Linked DNA regions of Gossypium hirsutum: regions 2 and 3 are each linked to region 1. Evidence: chromatin contacts called from public Hi-C data. All regions are on one chromosome and are shown on one strand. Each heading gives the region's core, a stretch centred on a gene start, on an enhancer-like site or on the middle of the called end of the contact. The rest is flanking DNA. Distances are from core to core; before and after follow the strand shown. Region 1 holds the start of LOC107952893 (dolichyl-diphosphooligosaccharide--protein glycosyltransferase subunit 2). Region 2 holds the start of LOC107952888 (serine/threonine protein phosphatase 2A regulatory subunit B''alpha). Region 3 holds the start of LOC107952891 (casein kinase 1-like protein 6).

Region 1 (3,506 bases), core at 660-3,159:
AACACAAATATTTTTCGTGCAAAAATCTCTTCGAAGAGGATAAAAAACCACAAGTAAAGATAATTTTACTAAAACGGAAAAAACGAAGAGTACAAAAGATAGAGATAAAACTAAACCCCAAGACCCAAAATAAGAAACTCAAAACATACACACTGGGTAGGAAACTAATATTAAAATAACCTACACTAATCAAAGTTTAGATAGGAAACTAATATTAAAATAACCTACACTAATTGAAATTTAGGTGAAAGAAGAAAAATCAAAAAATAGGAAGCATAACTCCACAGTAATATTAAACGATATAAAGCTAGACTTGTTACCAAATATTATTCTATAAAAGATGATATTTTAATTAAAAAAAACTTTTTCATTGTATCTCACAATTTAAACATTGAATTTTTTTCAGCTTTAGCTAGAATAAAATTTAAGTATTTATAATAAAAGAAATAACAATGTAAAATAAAACAACTTTTATAAATTAAAATCTGAAAAAGGAGAAAATAAAAAAAAATGATGGAATACGTCTGCTCCTCTAATTAATTCTATTAATTTGCGATTAAAAGAAGAAGAAAGACTCGACCTTTTTTCATGTGTCTGTTTTTCAGACTTATCCCCATTAAAACTTAGCAAAAAATGTGTTATAATTTTATTCAAAATCTTAAAGATAAAGTCTACCATTTATTTAACTAAATAAAGATACATAAAATATTAGTTAAACTCTTAATAACTAACTAAATATAGAATAAATCAAATATTAATTAAACTCTTAACAAAATATCTTTACAAATTTGAGTTTAAATAAAATTAAAAATTATTAATGTCATCAATTTCTTGATCTAATAACACAAATGTATTTGTGTTATGATATGAAAGCTTAGATTCATTCCCTAGCAACTCCACTCTTACTCCAAATTACTAAAGAAAACTGAAAATTAATTAATTTAGCATATTCTTAATATTTTGAATTCAATTTCATCTCAATTATATAGTTTAAATGAATAAATTTTTATACATTAAAATATAAAAATTTATTTTTTAAATATCAATTTAATAATATAAAGAACAAAAAAATGCATTTTTGTCGATTTTTTTTTCTAAATCCATACTTTTATATACCGTATATATTATATATTATATATATTTGGTAAGTTCTCATGGGAATAGGCCTGAAAAACATACACATGAAAAAGGGTGGGGTGTATTATACTATATTATATTATAGATATAAATTATGGATTAGGGTATTAAAAATAAATGTAAATTATATAGTTAGTCATTAAATTATAGGTAAGTTTTTTTTGTTTTGGTTACTTAATTAAAAAAAGTTAAAATTTGGTTACTGAATTATTCAAAAATTTTTATTTAAGTCTTTGAACTATTAAAAAAATTTTATTTAAGTCATTGAGCTGTTAAAATTTTTTTTTGAATTTCGCTAGTGAGTTCCAAGCAACGATTCGATGATCGCTACAGTGAATCAGTACCCATCAGTAAGTAGAAAAATATATCTTATACCTAAGTCAATTTGGCGGTCAATTTTGGAATTAGAGAAAAAAACTGTTTGAATTTTAGTTTATAGATTCGTGATATTCAAAATTGTTTCATGAAAAAAATTGAACTGTAAATAAGAATGCTTTCGATTATGTAGACAGTACGCATAAAAAAATCATATAATATCAATTTTAACTGTCTAATGACGTTAATTAATTTTTTAAATAATTTAATGGCCAACTTGTAATTTTTTTAATAAGTGAATTAAATGAATACTTATCTATAGTTTGTTGAGTAACGGACTGTTTACCTTAAAAGAAAATTTAAGGCTAATGGGTTAGTTGAAGTTCGGGCCTATCTTGACCTTAATATTTTGGGCCTAGACTGAAATATCACCGGGACAAACGGGATAAATTCAACTTAAACCTTGACAAAACGATAATTTCACTTTTCTCCCTACTACTTCTTACTTTCCTAGCTCGGCCAAACTCACTCATCTGGCGCACAGCAAAGACTGCGAAGACTTCACCCAAGAAGGGACGAGTTTCTTTCACATTTATTGTATGTTTTCTCTTTTCCCGATCTAATACACCGTAGTTTATTCGCTAATTATTTCCGATCTGTTCTTAATTTGTAATTCCTAAAAAAAGTTTAGTATTTGTGAAAATCCTTCCCAGTTTTTAGGCGGTTGGCTGATTATGTGTTGGATTTTAATTGCAGGAAATGGCCAGACGTCTAGCTGGATTTCTGGTTCTGTTACTTGTAGTATCGATCTGCGAAGCCGCTTTTCTTTTTCAACCAATCTCCGATTCTCATCGATCTACCGCTCTTGAACTCTTCACTCCCGACCATGGATCATTCAAAAGGTTTGCCTTTATATATATTTTTTGACCTCACAATTTCATTATTTAACCGTTGGTTGTTAAGGAAAGGAATTGGAAGAAAGTGCATAACAGCTACCGTTGAAGGTCAACTTTGGATGTGTTTGATAACATATTGAAAGAGAAATATTTTCAGTGGTTTAATTTTTTCGTTTGATAACTCAATTCATGTTGTGATAATTAGGTGGTGAGGCTATTTATACTATGCTAATATTTATTTCTAAAAGAACTTGTGTTTAAATTCAATTACATCTATCTTTAATTACAAAATGCGATATCTTTAAAGTAATAATTTTTGTTTTGAGTTATCCAGTATAAAGTGAAATGTCATGTTAATGAAACTAAATTTGTGAAATTAATGATTATCAATATGTACATTTATTTACCATCTTTTCGTAATGCATATTCAGTGGTTATAAATTCAATACTAAAAATCTATTACGTAATTCTTTTTCCCGTTTATAAAACAACACCTTATCTAAACTTCAACATTTTAAAGAAAAGTTTCAGTGATGAGAAATTTGCAATTTTAGTTTTTCCTTTGTTTGAACTGGAAGTAGACAAGAGACCTATGAGAATGAGGTTTTTGGAGGTATCTCATTTGATATAATTGATCTAAACAGCTTGGAAGAAACATATGAGGCACTAAGAACATTTCAGATTCTTGGAATTGAAAAGAAGCCTGATTTAACAGCTACAGCTTGCCGCTCAATTTCTGAAACTGTTGGGTCATCTTCATCGACTGCAAAGGATCTTTTCTATGCTTTAAAAGCAAATAGTATAGCGGAATGCAAGATTGACAAGAAAGCTTCTAAGGTTTATTTGAATTTGTTACACTGACATGTGGTTCAAGATCTTTTAATATTGCTTAACCCTGGTGCTTAGTTTTGTTGTTGTTATTGTTATTGTTGTTGTTGTTGTTGTTGTCATTATTATCATCTTTTTTTCTTTTCTTTTCTTTTTCTCATTTGCTAAAGGGCATTATTTCAAGACTTAAAGCTGCCGTAAGTGGTGCGAGTTCATTGCTTGACTTCTACTATTCAGTAGGAGGTTTGGTACTCATCAAGGTAATGATCGAATTCAAATTACCCCTTAGTATGACATACTTCAGTTCCATGTCAGCTATTTCTCAAATTT
Region 2 (3,506 bases), core at 294-2,793, 210 kb before region 1:
GAACAATGAAATGTTACAGTTTTCAACGGTAAGTTAATGGGTTTTCTTAACCTATCATGAGAACTAATTAACATCTTATAGCAGATCAGAACCTATTGAAATAATCCTTTTAGTTTTCTGCATCCTAGATACCCCTAGAATCCTATGGAAATAATATATGAGGACTTCCATTTGGTAGCATAAAACCACCAAATAAGATACTCCATGACTATGAGTGGACCATCAAAGGTATTCGTTCTTGGCTGTAATAAATCTATGTTTGCACTTACTTGCTCGCCTCTGTTTACCTATTAAACCACAGTGATATTATCTCCTCATCCCGCACAGAGAATGATGCACAGAATGATAATGTATCAATATCATTCACCACCTTTTTAATGTTGAAGTTATATATGTCAGTTCATTGAGATAAGCAGTTTTTGTACCCACCCAATCCTCATAAATAAAGTCATTTTATTCATATGTATTTTATTAGGTGTGATGCCTTCGTGACCATCCATTCACTGAAACCTGCACTGATCATTGGTTCACTACACCAGTCGGCTTCAAAGACATCATCATTGTTATTAATTCGAATGAACTAAGGTAAACTAAATTTCAAATGACAACAATTCGCAGCATTGGACGTTTTATTCAACAATGGGCAGCCAACTAAAGTTGAAAACAAATTCTAATACCGAAGTAATTAAAAATTACTAACAAATCAATAGCAACTATAGTTTAGTTACAAAAGCAGTACCAGGTGGCCGGTCCCAGGAAGCGAAAGCCACTGAGAGAAAAAGTCCTCTACAAGTTGAGGACTGGCTTTTAGTGCAAATGGAGAAACATCAGGAAGCTGCAAAAGCTCAGGGTCCAAACAAGTAACATCCTCCACTGCATCAATATCCATCTTTATAGATAATGACATCTCGCCTACCTTATCAAACAGCACTAAATAAAAATAAACACCCTAAAACTTGTAACTCTTTCAAATTCTTCAAATGCAACAGCAAAAAGAAATCAACGCCACTTCGAAGATTTCTCTAACTGGGAAAAAGAACACGCTCCGAAATGATATGGTAAATTGACGATACCGTGGAACTAATTACAAAATCTTGCTCCAAAGAGTTAAGGAAAAAAGACGGTAAAATCCTTTTTTTCTTCAACGGAAGTAGAAACGTAACCGTTTAAAATACGCCGTTCTCCAAAACCCTAGCTGCCGGCGTTATGAATAAACTGAAATACCAAATCCTTCGAAGAGTCTCGAAAGAATTTAGCCTGTTTTACTTCCAAAAAGAGAAACTGATAAATTCTCGAGTACTTTCCGTTAACTTTCAGTGCGGAAAAAAAACTTAAAAATGCCAAGAAGATAATGAGATTTGACGTGAATTTGATTAAAAGGAGGGAATGGTTTTAAAAATTAAAAAGAAACGGAGAGAGGAAGAAAACAGGAGCAGAGAAATCAAAGTATTATTATTAGCATTTGATTTTATTACAGAGAGAGTGGACATAGGGGAAACTAAAAGGAATAGGAAGCTGCAGCGAAGAAGGATGAAAGATAAAAGATATAATTTTTTTTTCCTATTCCGAACTTAAACAGTAAAAAGCGAACAAAGCGCGTGGAGGTCAATTCATAGATACGGATGTTTATACGGTCTACATGGTTTCATCAACCCTCATTTAAAATAATATATACACATCAACTCCATTGATATAAATAATATTGAGGATATGTTAGTTTTGACAGCAACCTACTTAAGAAATTACGGGAATGTCTTTATGTAATTAAAATAAATAATATAATTTGAGGATGTTTTAATTTTTTTATTTTAAAAAATTAATAAAAATATACATATTATGATATTTGAATCCATGCTAATTGCATTAATATACCATTCAACTAAAACTTCATTTTAATATTTTTATATATTTTAATTTTATTAAGCTCAATCTATTACCTCAAGTAGTTATATCTATATTATTATTTAAACTCCTAATCGAGTTGGTGCCACGAGTTAATCGGATACAAATAGGTTAGAAAATTATATGAATGTCTTTTTGTAATTAAAATAAGTAATATTGTTCGATGATATTTTAGTATTTTCACTAAAAAAATCAATAAAAATATGCATATAATGGTATTCAAACTCACGTCGATTGCATCAATAAAACATTTAATTTACCATCAATTAAAACTTTATTTTAATACTATTATACATTTTTATTTTATTTATGTAGACTCTATTACCTCCATAAGTTACATTATTTATTGTATATTATTTTTAAACACATATTTGTGTTTTAATTTTATGGTTACATACACGTGTGATAGGTTTTTTAGTATTTTTTATTCCATAAATATAGTACAAATAAAAATTCCTAATAATTATAACTATTTGTACAAACTATAAAATATGATATATCGTAATCAATAAATAATCTTCCTAAATAATATATAATCAATATTATTATAATGGGGAGAGATCCACTTACACAGTGTAAAAATTAAAATAGTTTTACACACTTACATAATTATCTATATGATTAATAGTTTAATGATTCAACCGTTATATTTTATGGTAAGTTCATGTAGATTATGTTTGTCAGATTTGATGTAAATTTAAAACTTCTAGCTAGTTGTTTTATATAAAAAAAATTCAACCATTGATCATATATTAATATATAGAGTATTTTAGATCGATATGGTAGAGATATCGGATCGGTTCAAAATTTTACATGTAACAGCCCTTACCGTATTCGTAGCCGGAATAGGGTACAAGGCATTACCGGAGTTTACCGAATTAATTTTCTGTTATTACGAGTTAAATACTGTTCATTTACTAAAACATGTCATGACGTCCTTTATTTGGGCCTCCAAAGCCCAAAACATACTTCGGGACCAAACCAGAATTAAATCGAAATCATAGGGAATTTTTTGCAAAATCCCAAAGTTTTTTTTTAATTTATAAGCTCAATATAACCCCTTTATAAATATCTAACCTTCCTTGCAAATTTTAAAACCGAGACCAATCCAACCAACTAATTTGATACCAAATTATACTTCTATTATAATTATACCATTTAACATATTCATCATTATTTACTTTAATGCATATTCATTAAACAAGTCTTAGCATTTATATAATCATCAAACCTTATACATGCCATATAAATCAAAAAGGAAATTTACAAAAGCTACCGGAGATAATCTAGATAGTGTGATCTTCTGTGTTGATCCGATCCTCCATATACTTCCACGCCAATCTATAAGAGACATTGAATACATTCAAGTAAGCTTATAGAAGCTTAGTAAGTTCATAAGCATAAAACATAAATCTTACCAAATATTTATACAGTTATACAATATACACAATTATTAAGTTCATCTGTCAACCACAGTTATTGGTGAGTTCTTTTGTATAAACTCACTACCACTTATCCATTTCCTTTAATTCTTTTGGGCTCATTTGTCATATATCATTCTTAACCAAATTAGGGAACGATTACAGAAATTGAGTACTTCACTT
Region 3 (3,506 bases), core at 400-2,899, 130 kb before region 1:
TGTAAAAACACTTTTTCTCAGAATGGAAATGAGGGCAATAACAAATGTTCTTTCTCTTTACACTTAAATGATGAGCCATATAAATTGAACACAGCTGGATATGGAAGATTTTCCTGGACAAGTGACATTTCCTTGCACAAATTGAGGAGTGTTCATGCATAACATCTTAATTTTTAAGAACAAAATAATGACTGAAGAGCCTACTCTTGATCATTTTTTTCTAGCCATATGCCCAAAATCTAAAGCAATACAAGTCCAAAGGTTTGTAATTCTGAAAAAACAGAAAACAGGAAGATAAGTAAGAATAATAGCCAACATTTTTTTCTTTCTATTTTTGATTTTTTGAGAAAGACAAGTCAGTAAGTGAAAACAACCACGCAGCACGCATATGAAAATCTAGAGACAGCTTTATTTATAGCTATTCAACGTCCCCAAATCACCATTACAAGTTGACAACCGCAGCTAGCAAGTAAACCATCGGCAGCAGACTAACAAAAGACACAATAAAAAAAAAACAAATCATCAAGAGGATATCGCATACCAGTTTGACAGCAACTTCCTCTCCAGTTTGCACATTTACCCCTTCAATAGAAAAAAAATTAGAAGAAGAAAGTTACAATGCTGACAAAGAGACAATAGATTTTCCATAAAAAGAAAAGAGAAAGCCATGTAAGAGATTTGGATTCTCATACCCAAATAAAGCTCTCCAAAAGAGCCACTGCCAATCTTTCTTCCAAGCTTGAACTTACCACCAATCACATGATCCATTCTCAAGTAGGAAAAAACAAAAGAGAACAATTTTCTTTAACAATACCCAATACCCCACAATTTTCTTCAACAATACCCAATACCCCCAAAGAGCTTAATGTTGGTTATTTTAACTCAGATCTGTGTCAAAGTCGGCACTTATTACCCACTAATCCAACACACTCTCAAACTCGACTTACCAAACTGAAAACTCGAAGCTTCCAATAAATCAACTAAAGGAAATAGGGGAAAAAACACTTTGCTTGAATAATCAGCGGGGATAAAAGCCTCAAAATAAAATAAAATGAATCTAAGTTTTTGACCAAAAGAAGAAAAAGGAAATCCTTGTGATAATAATGCTAGAAACGTAAAAATAAAAATAAATAAATAAAACTGGAGATTTCAATCTAAGCCCGGTAAATGTAGAAAGAGGGTTTTATTATTATTACTACTACTACAAAGGCTCCAGGATCCTCAACTACATAGTTTGATAGCAAAATCCCCAATTTGAAACGAAAATTGTAATTTAGGAGAAAAACCCAGCTACATTGACCTGAGAAGATTTAGAGGATGAATCAACAGCCAAAAAAAAGAATCCAACTGCAATTAAAAAAAAAAATTGTTGGAAGAACGGAAATGACCGAAAATATTAAATCAGATGAAATAAGCAAAAACAGTATTTCAAGATAAATGTAAAATAAAAAAAGAAAGTAAAAAACAGTTTTCAAGGCGTATGTTAACGAGGAAAGCACAAGGAAAGTGAGTGAAAGTGAAGCAGATTGACTAGTAAAAATAGGGGAAAAGGAAAAGAAACAAAAGGTTTTATAATTGTTTTTTCTTTCCCTTATTAATTGAAAGTCCAGACCTACCTTTTTTTTCGGCTAGACCCCTGAACTACACTCATTTTCTTCTATTGGTACTTAAATTCATTTTTTATTCCATTTTGATGCTGTTAACGGTTTTACAAAAAACCAATCATAACACACCACGTGTCCCCATTGATGTGGACCATGACGTGGTCATTGATCATATTCACTGTGTGCTGATTAGACTAAAAAATTATAAAAAATATTTTAAAATTGTAAAAAAGTTATTAAAAATTATAAAACATTAAAATATGTAAATATTATTAAAAATTGAGAAAATTATTTAAAAAATTGTAAATAATATTTAATTTTAAAATTAATTTAAAAATTGTGAATCAGTGGCATTGACAATTTCAAAATTCTTAAATAATTTTTATAATTTTTTAATCGAATAATATGTTGTTACTTTTTCATAATCGCGAATATGAAAATAATAATACCAAAATAAATTAAGAAAAGAAATCAGATGACAACATAGAAAATCTCCTTTTATTCTTTTGAAATTTGCAGAGAAAATTGATTTATAAGACGACGACGAAGACAAAGAAGAATAATTTGATTTGTTAATTATTTATAATTTTGATTAATTATTTAAAGTTTCTAATAATTAAAAAATAAATAATGTTCTATTATTTTTAATATTTTTTTACAATTATCACTTTTAAATAATTTAAATGTTTTTTTACAATTTTTATATATTTTTAACTATTCTTTTACGATTTTATTTTTATTTTTACAATTTTTTTATTTGGTCAATGCGACCAACAACCACGTCATCGTCCAGATCAGCGATTAATCGGGACACGTGACATGTTCTAATTGGTCGTTGTTTTTTAACACCGTTAATGAAAGGAGCTAAAAAGTATAACGGAACTATAGTTCAATAACCAAAATGAGATAAAAAAAATTAGGAACAATATAAGAAAATGAGTATAGTTTAAGGGTTAAACCGTGAATAAAGTTTTTCTTTTTAATAAAAAGGGGGGAAAAGAAGACATAGGGGTCTTAAGCAGAGAAGCTCTGACGCCTGACCGGACGTGTTTGGGTTCTATCTGAGACTCAAGAGTCTGACTCAGTCTTTTAAGCTTTCTCCTTATCATTGCAAAAGTGCGCTTGATATAAATAGCTCGGCCCCAATTCAAAGGTCATAATAGAGATTGGCCTAGTTTACCTCAAGGCCAATCATGAGATCCAAATTCAAACAGTTAAAATCAAACCTTAATTTATTCGTTCAAGACTTTATCACAAAAAAATTCGAGAAGAAGAGTTGAAGCTTCAAGACGATAGATTTTGGAGCAATGATGAATTAGAAGGGATTAATTTTATTCGTGGGTCTAAACTCTCAATCTATGATGAGAAGCCAATCTGGAGAATGTTAAAGGACCCTTAATCAATCCCACAAGCTTAGGCATTTCATATTGGGTTCGAGTTCTAAGCTTAATTTTTATTATACATGAGCCAAATATTGTATTTATTATCCCTTATTATTTTTTTATTACAATTTTTTTATAATTATTAAGTATTTTAAGTTATTAGGAGTTTTATGTTAACAAGAAAGTTTTGTTTAAAACTATTTATTGTTTAGATTAATTAGAGTTTTAATATACTTTAGAGTTTTATTTGGATTTATAATTTCAACTCTGTGAGTTTGTTTCTTTGAGTAAGATTTCTTTGTTATGATTTTTAGAAGTAGTTTATTGGAATTTATATCTCAAAGGATTCAATTGAACATTTATCATTCTATTCATCATATTCATCGGTTTATTCAATCCATCTCTCACTTTTAAATTCCGTCTATTTATTTATTATTTTTATTTGTTCTCTGTTCTTAAATTTCTTCTTTTACTATTTTTGACTTCTTTATTACTAAATTTATTTATTTTTTCTTTTCAA

Evidence for each region. Hi-C and Micro-C count contacts between places; a contact is called where the count stands out from the background.
Region 2: a contact with region 1 is called in a Hi-C map of leaf, with 2.5 times the contacts expected there. The contact joins the promoter of LOC107952888 here to the promoter of LOC107952893 in region 1. A contact is called at or near these places in 6 of 34 Hi-C or Micro-C datasets (anther, leaf and petal).
Region 3: a contact with region 1 is called in a Hi-C map of leaf, with 3 times the contacts expected there. The contact joins the promoter of LOC107952891 here to the promoter of LOC107952893 in region 1. A contact is called at or near these places in 10 of 34 Hi-C or Micro-C datasets (anther, callus, leaf and 1 more).

The regions. Positions count from the first base shown.
Region 1 is chrA07:40,402,948-40,406,453 of Gossypium_hirsutum_v2.1, reverse strand. LOC107952893 (dolichyl-diphosphooligosaccharide--protein glycosyltransferase subunit 2) reads left to right here and starts at 1,909. Exons shown (of 20, transcript XM_016888095.2): 1 at 1,909-2,049; 2 at 2,209-2,354; 3 at 2,993-3,185; 4 at 3,347-3,436. The coding sequence starts at 2,212.
Region 2 is chrA07:40,611,291-40,614,796 of Gossypium_hirsutum_v2.1, reverse strand. LOC107952888 (serine/threonine protein phosphatase 2A regulatory subunit B''alpha) reads right to left here and starts at 1,543. Exons shown (of 14, transcript XR_001698979.2): 1 at 740-1,543.
Region 3 is chrA07:40,536,358-40,539,863 of Gossypium_hirsutum_v2.1, reverse strand. It overlaps LOC107952891 (casein kinase 1-like protein 6), which reads right to left and starts at 1,649. Exons shown (of 14, transcript XM_016888093.2): 1 at 693-1,649; 2 at 542-582. The coding sequence starts at 768.